Linked DNA regions of Drosophila melanogaster: region 1 is linked to region 2. The links are chromatin contacts, called in public Hi-C maps. All regions are on one chromosome and are shown on one strand. Each heading gives the region's core, a stretch centred on a gene start, on an enhancer-like site or on the middle of the called end of the contact. The rest is flanking DNA. Distances are from core to core; before and after follow the strand shown. Region 1 holds the start of mys (myospheroid). Region 2 holds the start of Rtel1 (Regulator of telomere elongation helicase 1).

Region 1 (5,281 bases), core at 1,608-4,107, 2.3 Mb after region 2:
GGAGCTGCCTCTAGGTTAATAAATCGTGCTAATAGTGGCACGAATTTAAAGCCGGTTTACATGGCAACATGCAGCAAATGCAGAAGCCGAAGAAGAAGCAGAGGCATCAGAAGAAGCAGCAAAAAACGAAGAGCAAAGCACCAAAAAAGCATCAATGAATTTGAATTCACAGCTAGGGAGAGAGAGAGTGAGAGAGCCGCCGCACCGCAATCGAAATTTTGCGCTTATTTACGATAAACATATCTTCAATTTAGCGCCCGACAAGTAAACAAACAAATTGCGTTTGCCTATTTACGCGCCAACCAGCAAAGTGCAGCAGCAACAACAATTGAACACAAACGAGAGCGAATAAACGAAAATCCTAAATGCCGGTAAAAAGTACATATGCAGATATATGCGATTTATAGAAAGAGAGAAATGGAAATTGGGAGAGGGCGCGAAGTCATTTGCCATTGAATATTATGATAAAATATAGGAAATCTGTGGGATGCACAGATACTATTTATTTATAGTGAATAATATATATGAATAATATTCACAGTATAAAGGAAAATCTCTCAAAATATAAAAGTGAAACGAACAAATCTTTCCAACAAATCACATCTTTGGGAATGTAAATAGTAAACTAGATTAGTTTATTTATTTTTATAATAATCATTTGGACTGCTTTGCTTTCAAAAACGATATGATGTTGCATTCGAGTTAAAAGAAATCTAGGATCAGTAGAAGTAGCAGATTAATTCGAAATCACCCTGGGAACATTTGGTATCTCAGTTATTGCACAGTTAAATTGTAAATAAACATGGAATGCATCGTTTTCCCAGGCCACGGGGAAAAAAGGGTTGTTGCGGCAGTTGAATAAATCCGGGGAAAAGCAGCTGTCGTGTCGAAATTTCCCTCCATTTTGCCGGGTTGCTGACCCCTAAGCAAATACTCGAAAACTAGCAGAAAATGCAAAGTGTCCTTGGGGCAAACCGAAGAGGCGCGCTCTTGTGTCGTTTTCCACTGTGCGAAGGTGGGCGGCTAGTGGTGGAGGAGGCGGGGGTAAACGCCACGTGCGCTGCACTTTTTAAACTTACTTTTCCTTTGGATTTTATCGTTCTTCTTTTCTTTTTGTTGTTTCGTTAAATCCACTCGTTCTGTTACTGTTTATTCGCTATTATGGGCGAATATATGTATATATCCGAATGACTTTTGATTTTGGCTTTGTTTATGGCCGCGCTGCCGCTGGATGTTGATTTTGTCTTAGCCAAGTTTAGCTTGTCGGTTTTGTTTGTTGTTGTTGCTGAATTGCGTTGTTGCTATTGTTGCTGAATTTTGAATTGAACATATACAACATACAGATTGTACACGATTGTTAAAAAGTTGCAACTGTAAAAATAAAAACAAAAAATATTGGTCACATCGGGCACTATTTTTTTTCTCGAGATTTTTGGATTTGCGCGCGCCAGAGAATGAGTGTGGCGTAAAGAGAGGGAGAAAGAGTAAAATCCCCAGCGACAAATGTAACGTAACCCACAACGTAAGCGTCTTCTGTACGTCACCACGCTACGTAGGCCACGTAACGGTATGCTAACGTTACCGACGGCGCCGCAAAACCGCAAAATCAAAAAATACAATAACAAAATCGACAAAATTATAGATTTTCAATGTGCACGTCGGTTTCTTTTTGCTAGCGAAAATCAACTAGCGCTAGTATATTTTGCTTTTGTTTTTTCTCATTTCGAGTGAAACTTTTCGCGCGCTTCTGCGTGTGTATTCCTCTTTTTTCGTTTTTTCTTCTTTTATTTGTTAATATTATTCACTTGGTGACTACACACGTTCATGCTCATGCCCCCTCACTCGACACACACACGCACACACACTGACGAACGTTTCTGCTTCTTGCTCCTCTTTCGTTCGCTTTTGTTCCACCACCGAAAAAAATGAAAAAAAAAATTTGTCATGTCCATTGAAGTCTCACATTTTTCAAATGCATTTTTTGGCGCTAAAATCTTATAAATTTCAACATTTTTCCATTCGCATCTGATCCCCCGCAATTAGCACTCCACTTCGAACACAAATTTATATAATTTTTGCCATTTTTTACCACAATTTTTAGTAATTTCTACACACCGATATATACGTACGCGCTACGATTTTTCGACAAACGCGCGAGTTTCTTCTGAGTCGCCATCAAATATACAAAATTTTTTTTCGAAATTACTGAAAATGCGAATACACACGCACACATGGACAGCCGACGGGCACGAGGCGCACGCGCTTGGTACATGCGGCTATGCCGCTCTAACGCACTGCTTTTATTGATAAATCGAGAGCGGGACAGCTAGAGCTACCGGCCGAGAGAGAGCATGTGAGAAGAGCGTTCTGTGCGAGTGTGTGTGATAGAGAGAGCCAGAGAGCAAAGTAGTCACACATACTCTCGCAAACTCATAGTGGCTTTCGTTCTCTCCTTTTCTCAACCATTTGCACGTACTTTTAGCTTTTTCATATGGCTATTTGGGAAATTCACCAGCAGTTTACACTTATGCTGTTGTTAGTTTTAATCCATTTATACTGGTAGAACGTAGATTCGTCGGCTACTTTACATTAATTTCGTAACGTAAGCGCAACAAAAACAAGGCTGTCATCGATATAAGCAGGCGTTTTTGTCTGAAACTATCGTGCAATAAGTGACTCCGATAACCAGAGTTCCTTTACGTGTTTCTCGATTACTTATCGGATTGTGTTTGCGAGCACAAATGTCTCTTTTAGCGGAGACACAGTCCTCCAAAACTGTGCAACACTGTTCCTAGGCTCGGTGTGACCAGAGCTATTTAACAACACTGGCGAACATCGGATGGCAAATATCGAAAGAACATTGACTGTTGTTCCACCCCCTGCTGACACCATCTGGTAACACTGAACAACAGACCAGATCCGCGGACAAAGCAAAGCAGTAAATATTAATTTAATCCAAATCCAATTCCCGACACCAATTGGCGGCCTTCAGCTGCTGCTTCTGCAGTCGAATTGTATTTTTTTTTTTGGTTTTTCGTGTCACCCGATAAGAGTTAAATTCGCTGATCTAGCGAATAACGGTGGCAAGTAATTGTAATAACTGCGTGTGTGCACAGTGCTAGTGTTTAGTGTGCGAGTGTGTGCGTGTGAGTGGGAACTCCACAAGTGTGCGAGAAGGCAAATCAAAATAAGAAAAGTGCCGCCCTGATGGAAATTAATATCGCGAATTATCAGCGAAAACGCAGCGAAAGTTAAGCCAAAGTGCTGCGATTAATCAGATAGCGGGTGAAATAGTGGGTATTACGTAAGAAATCAATGGATTCCGGGCTGCATTTGCCCAAAAAAAGAGGAAGCAATATCGAAGCGCTACTTTTATCTCCTCTTTTTTCGATGATTTCATTCGCAGTGACGACACACAGGCACGCACACACCGAACGCCGTATCTGTGTGTGGGTTGTTTGTTGAGCTAAAAAAAATAATGAATCCTCACGATACATTCACTCGTTTCATTTTTTTTGTTATTATTATTCATCATATTTATTTATTTCTTTGAGTGTGCATATCGGCGACTTCGCGACGCCAATTGCTGATTACGCCCCCTCCCTTTTCAGTGCAACTTCCCCACCCCGGAGATCTTGCACTCGAACTAAAAATCGAGTAGAGTACGTAGGCAGAAGCGAAAAGAGCGTACAAAAATCAAGAGCTCAGTGGCAGCAGCAGGAATTTGTGTTTGTCAGGGGATTGCCCAGATTTTCGGGGTAATTGTCCACTTTATAAACAGCCAACCGAATTTGAAACCAACTGTAACTGGAAGTAAAAACCAATTTTACCAAAGCTATCAAAAAAAAAACAATAAAAAAAATGAAATCCTCTGCGCGCCGCTGGTTTAACCAGTACGCCCACATGTGGGCGGCCCAGATGTGCCTCGTTTTTGGCCCAATGGCTGTGGGCGTCCATCCGTGGTTGAAACTATGCGCTGCAGATGCTGTTTACTCAGGCGGTTTATAGTATTACGAATTTGCTAGCTAAAAAACTGATTAAAACTACTACTAAGTGCACAACTCATAACTTTGATATGCTGTGACTGGGTGTATAAATGATAATCGAATGAAATTATTCAATCCAAGGGTATATAAACATGGGCTTAGTCGTTTTTAGTTTGTTTTCCTTTCGGCACACGATCTGCTGCAAATCAAGCTCTGTGGTGTGTTAGTGTTCGTTGTGTTGTGTGTGCGTGGGCGTTTAAAAATAGCCGACCAACACAACACCCATACGTATACGTAATCTGCAGCCCTTTTTTTTCCGTTCCGTGCATATGGAATTTTGATTTGAGTCTTGAGTGGCTTGGAGTGAGTGATTCATGTGGCTTTAGGCGGAAAGGAAACCCAGCGAAGCTGACTCAATGACCACTCATTGTTCGTTCGGCCTTTGTTTACATTTTGCCAGGAGCCAAGAGAGCGAGAGAGCGTGCTAACGGAACGTGCTCGAATGAGTAATTCGCATTGCATTTGACGTTTATCGAAAGCTCTCTTCCTTCCGCTTTTTTCCTTTTCTTTTCGGAGGCCAACAAAAAAAAACAACAAAAGCACGCAGGCACGCACACCCACACACAAGTTCGTACATCAATCGCTTGGTGTGTGTGTGTGTTTGTGAGATGAGTCATCTGGCCAAGTTGATGAGAAAATAAAATTAAACATTAAGGTAGAGCGAAAGAAACAACAAAAAAAGGGGACAGATGTGCGGCCATTTGCTGTTGTTTGTTGTTGCAATAAAGAAAAAAGCAGGGCACGCGGAGAAAGCAGTGCTCGACAAGCAGTGCAGTCAGCAGCTGGACTTTTACGTACACCGGCGTTCGTAAAAATTGCAGCGAAATCGAAGAAATCAAATTGTGTCTTAAAAATAAATGAAAGATTAAGGCATATAAAAAAAAATAATATAAAATATGTAGCATTAGAAATATAAGTGAACCAGGAATGGCTTTTATAATAATTTCTGCCCCTTACTTAACATCTAGTGCTAAATCCAACAATTTTAATTCACTTACCATTGCAGCCGGCGCACAGAAGCGACAGAGACAGAGCACACACAGCACCTGGCACATCCAAGGATATCCGATCCTCCTGCATCCCGAATCATCCACAACCTGCACCAACCGCTAACCGCCAAAGCCATGATCCTCGAGAGAAACCGGAGGTGCCAGCTGGCCCTCCTCATGATCGCAATACTGGCCGCCATCGCTGGACAAACGGATGCCCAGAAGGCGGCCAAACTGACGGCAGTG
Region 2 (5,193 bases), core at 1,084-3,583:
AAGTGTACCATTACACAAATTAGTGTTTAGTTTCGATATCCTTACACTTTGTTATATTGCGTGATATTCGCTGCCCCTATTAACAAAGTAGATTACTGCTCCCACCATCTCGAGTTGAGGTAAAAGGTAACCGTAAATCGATTACACAATGACCAAGCTCACGATCGTGAGTGTGTGTGCGAGGGAGCACGACCTACGCATCTCTGATGGAGAGCGAGGGAGATGGCCTGCCGAAGAAGGGGCGATGGAGGAGAAAAATGAGAAAGGGGGTTGGGATGTGGTGGATGCCGATGCCAGGGGGAGGAGAAGGAGGAATGCGATTAACCAAAGCCGGGATAACGATAACGATCACTCGGCGATCGCAGGCGTAACCCACATCCTTACACCTTAAATTAGGTCAGCCAGTCTAAATGTGTTTTTACCGGAGGAGCCGTAATTGTCTTGAATTCGAGTGCAAAACATTCAATTTCTATTTGAATAAGAGCGCAAACACATACGCACACTCGCGCACATGGACATGCACACACACATTCGCACACACGCGGCTCGGTGTAGTTGCCAGATACCCCCACTTCGGACAGGTATAACGTTGAGCGGAAATTAAAATATATCTATTAAGTTTCACAAATTTTGTCTTAAGTAAAAACAACACAAAATTCGTATTAAACGAGCGGTGTGTGATTTATCGTTGATCTGGCAACCCTGCTCCGACGTGTTGGAATGGTACGGGTGGCTGCGGGGGACGAGTCGGCCTATTGTGTTTGATGGCAATCCACAAAGCTCACACACACGTTTAAACCAAAACGATATAGGGCCGAGCACTTCAAGTAATCGAGTTTTTTCCGTCTAATTAATCTCGGCGCAGCGATGTTTTGGCCAACAAAATGACACGGCTCTTTGTCGGAATTCACTTATGCAGCAGCGGCAGGGTTGTCAGAGCTCGAAAAACGGTGAAGAAATAAACACACTTTTTCTAGTTGTTTCGCATAAATGGGGGGCGGCAAAGGGGTGCAGGGCCTTTGATTGGTGGTCATTTTTCATTTGGATGACCTTAATTTGCATGTGATAATGCTGATTAGTGCAGCCGCGTTATCGGCACGGTAATCGTTATCGCCAGAGTTGCAAGCGCCCGCCCATCGACAGCCCGCCAAAGCTTTCGAATTTGAAAATGTGTGGACATATTTTAAAAGTGCGATTCTAAGGATCGCATGGTTAATATTTTAGATCTAAATTTTCTATCTCAAAAAAAAAAAAAATGGTACAACATTCATACACAACTACACCGGCAGCATCTTCGAGTGAGAGTTTCCGGCCAAAAAAAAAAAAAAAAAGAATAACTAAAACAAAAACGCACTCACAAGAAGAGGAATGTTTCTCCTCCACCCAATACTCGCAATAATTTTCGATTAGCTTCTATATGCCGCGCCACGATTTTTTATTCTGTTATATTTTTACTTTGTGCCAACAGAAATTTATCACCACCGCGCGAGAGAGCGAGAACACACACGCACACACACAGCCAGAGTGCGCTCTCTTTCGCTCTGCCGCCGAGGTGCATAGGCGAGAACGACCGACAGACGCGACTAGCGGTCGGACCGACCGACCGAACGACCGTCGCTATCGCCGTCCCCCTCTCGCTCGTAGGTTTGTATCGGGGAGTTGTTGCTTACACGCACTCGCACACATACTTTTGCACACTGGCGCCTCGTCACTGTTGTTGCATTGCTGTCGTCCACTCCTGCGCTTCTTCTTCTCTTGTTCGACTCGCTTCTCTTCGGATTTTACTTTGCTGCCGAGCAATAACAACACAACACTACCGTTCTCAAAGTTCGAATGATTTGATGCCGTTCTGTGTTTTTTTGGTGTGGCCGAGAAGCGCCAAATCAGTGGGGCCGTATCGCGGCGATTCGGAAAAGCCGAGCGAAGGGGTCACGATAAATGGATTTGTGGTTGAATTAACTGAGTTTGTAATAATTGATGTCAAATATTTACTTACCTTGTTAGGGGATTTATATGTATGCTGCACATTTAATCTTGAATGCCATTAGTTCATTAGTTTGGTATAATCCATAACATTCACTTAAAATGTTATATCGTTAATCTTTGATCCAAATAAACAGAATCACAACTACAGTATTCCCTCCAATGCTAATAAGTTTATAAGTTTCAGTTACTATTATCCATAAGGTACCATAAACACGATTGCAGCACTTTGGGTGGTGATTAGTACTACTATTACGTTTAAAATAAACTACGCAGGGTTTGACATGCAAGTTGTAAACATTTGACTCGGAGTTCAAGATAACGCTATAAAATTACTTAATCAGGGTCCACTGTACTCTATCGATAGCGATAACTGACCACCTACACAGACATTTATTGTTATCGACCAACGAACACATGTTCACTCCGATTTGGCGCGTAAACAAGTAAATAAATAGTATTATTAAGAATAATGCCGGAGAGCCTGATCGCCGGCATTCCGGTGCACTTTCCGTTCGAGCCGTACCCGGTTCAACGGGCGTACATGGAGAAGGTGATCCATTGTCTCCGCGATGGCACGAATGGAGTCCTGGAATCGCCAACCGGCACGGGCAAGACCCTAAGCTTGCTGTGCTCATCCTTGGCCTGGATCCGCACCAGGCAATCGGAGCACCAAAAGCAGATGGTTAAGATGGAGAAGGCAGATTTTTCGGGTCTTGGAGGCGGAGCACCTGGGGGAGACCTGTCCGAGCTGGCCAAGACCATGGGTCGTGCGAATAACTGGGGCGTGCCCAAGGTCATCTACGCCTCGCGCACCCACTCCCAATTGACGCAGGCGATGCGGGAACTCAAGAGGACAGCGTACGCTAACATGAGATCCGTGGTTCTGGGCTCCCGCGATCAGCTATGCATTCATCCGGAGGTCATGCGGGAGCAGGGCAACTCCAACAAGACCAACATGTGCAAGCTACGGGTGCACTCCAAGACCTGTTCATTTCAAATGCGCGTTGAGTCGCGAAAGGATCATCCCGATTTGCGCGGACCCACCATCATGGACATTGAGGACCTGGTCAAGGTGGGCCAGCGACTCAAGATCTGTCCCTACTTCGCGTCTCGGGAGTTGGTTCCCCAGGCGGATATCACCTTCATGCCCTACAATTATCTACTCGATCCCAAGGCTCGCAAGGCCAACAAAATCGAACTGGGCAACACTATTGTGATCCTGGATGAGGCCCACAACATCGAGAAGATCTGCGAGGAGTCCGCTTCGGTGCAGATTAAGTCCTCTGATGTGGCCATGGCCATCGAGGACGTCACGCATATCATGCAAGTCTTTGCGAGCGGCGAGTCGCAGGATATGGCTGGAGATGAGCCAAAGGACTTCACACTGGACGACCTTACACTGCTCAAGGAGATGCTGCTCGAGCTCGAAAAGGCCATCGATGCCATCGTTGTGGACAACGCCGTCGATGGAACTACCTTTCCCGCCTCCATGATGTACGAACTGCTTGGCAAGGCGAATGTAAGATGCACTAAATCTTATCGGAAATGTTTTTAAAAGAATGCCTATTTAAAAATGTAACTTCCTTTATTGTAGTTCACCTACGGCAACGTTGCAACGATAGTATCCCTGCTGGACAAACTGGTGCAATACCTCCTAGTGGCCTCCCAGCAGATGAGCATCCGCAAGGGCGGCACCTTCACGTTGCTTAGCGATCTACTGACCATTGTGTTTGCCAACAAGGAGGATGTGATGAGCAAGGTGTACGCAAGCTTCAAAGTGCATGTCCTGGTGGAGGAGTCCAAGCAGGGACACGGTAAGCAGCAGGGTGCTAAACAGCAGGGCGGTTGGCTTGGCAAGGGAACGATTGCAGCAGCGACTGGCTTAAGCAAGGTCGCAAAAATCATTAACTTCTGGTGCTTCAATCCTGGCTTCGGAATGGAGCAACTGCTCAACACCCAAGTGCGCAGCGTAATCCTGACCAGCGGCACACTAGCTCCCCTCAAGCCGCTAATCGCCGAGCTTGCCATTCCGGTGGCCCAGCATCTGGAGAATCCGCACATCGTCGACCAGTCGCAGGTTTATGTCAAGATCATCGGCACCGGACCCGATCGGCAGCAACTGATATCGAACTATGCGAACCGGTAAGCATTTTTCACACCACAAGCTTATTTGTTTATGGCCAATACCATGAGTAAATAAACAAGTTGGGCCAAACATAACTCAGTTCTGTGGCAGGTGAACTATCTCATAACATTACGAAATGCCAACGTATCAATTTCTTAATGTTATACAAACTAAACAAACATGTTTTATCTGCCACCTTTGTTCTTCTGCAGTGATAATCCAAAGTACATCAGCTCCCTGGGACAGACGATTCTGAATGTAGCGCGTATAGTGCCCGACGGCCTCCTTGTCTTTTTCCCATCGTATCCCATGTTGAACAAGTGCGTGGACGCGTGGCAGGCCAGTGGTTTGTGGGCGGACATATCGTGCAAGAAACCGATTTTTCTGGAGCCGCGCAGCAAGGACCAGTTCACCAGCACGATGGAAGAGTTCTACCAGGCGATACGCGACTCCAAGGGTGCCGTATTCATGGCTGTTTGTCGCGGCAAAGTCTCCGAAGGTCTGGACTTTGCTGATCGCAATGGCCGCGCGGTGATTATTACTGGTCTGCCATTCCCACCGCTAAAGGATCCCAAGGTGATACTGAAACGTCGCTACCTGGAGGCGAATCGGACTCGTGAGAATCAGCTGTTAAGTGGGCAGGAATGGTACAATCTAGATGCCACGAGGGCAGTCAATCAAGCCATCGGTCGTGTGATTCGGCATCGCAACGATTATGGTGCCATTCTGCTTTGCGACTCGCGATTTAAGGACGCCTCACAGGTCCAGCAGCTATCCAAATGGATTCGGGGTCACCTGGGCGACCGGCCACAGTGCTCACCCTTTGGTCCTATCGTCCGGGAACTGCGTCAGTTCTTTAAGAACGCCGAAGCGAATGTAAGCTCATGATGTTTATGCGTTTTTCAGCAATTGTAATACAATTCTTTCAAAACTTCAGATGAAACTACCGGATGAAAGGGAAACCGATTCGCCTTTGGAAACCGTCTGCAAGACAGAGGATGAACCACTAGCCGCCATTCCAAAAGTGAAACGGGAGCCTGGCTCCAATGCCACCTTCAAATCAGCCAATGAATCCGCAATGT

What was found. Hi-C and Micro-C count contacts between places; a contact is called where the count stands out from the background.
Region 1: a Hi-C map of the Kc167 cell line shows a contact between it and region 2, with 2.4 times the contacts expected there. The contact joins the promoter of mys here to the promoter of Rtel1 in region 2. A contact is called at or near these places in 12 of 107 Hi-C or Micro-C datasets (the Kc167 cell line, embryo, eye imaginal disc and 2 more).

What each region holds. Positions count from the first base shown.
Region 1 is chrX:8,058,788-8,064,068 of dm6, forward strand. It overlaps mys (myospheroid), which reads left to right and starts at 2,858. Exons shown (of 7, transcript NM_080054.3): 1 at 2,858-2,938; 2 at 5,053-5,281. The coding sequence starts at 5,171. It also overlaps a transcript of fs(1)h not described here.
Region 2 is chrX:5,745,414-5,750,606 of dm6, forward strand. It overlaps Rtel1 (Regulator of telomere elongation helicase 1), which reads left to right and starts at 2,334. Exons shown (of 7, transcript NM_001272333.1): 1 at 2,334-3,505; 2 at 3,581-4,128; 3 at 4,324-4,987; 4 at 5,049-5,191. The coding sequence starts at 2,456. IntS6 (Integrator 6) reads right to left here and starts at 1,841. Exons shown (of 2, transcript NM_132025.3): 1 at 1,359-1,841.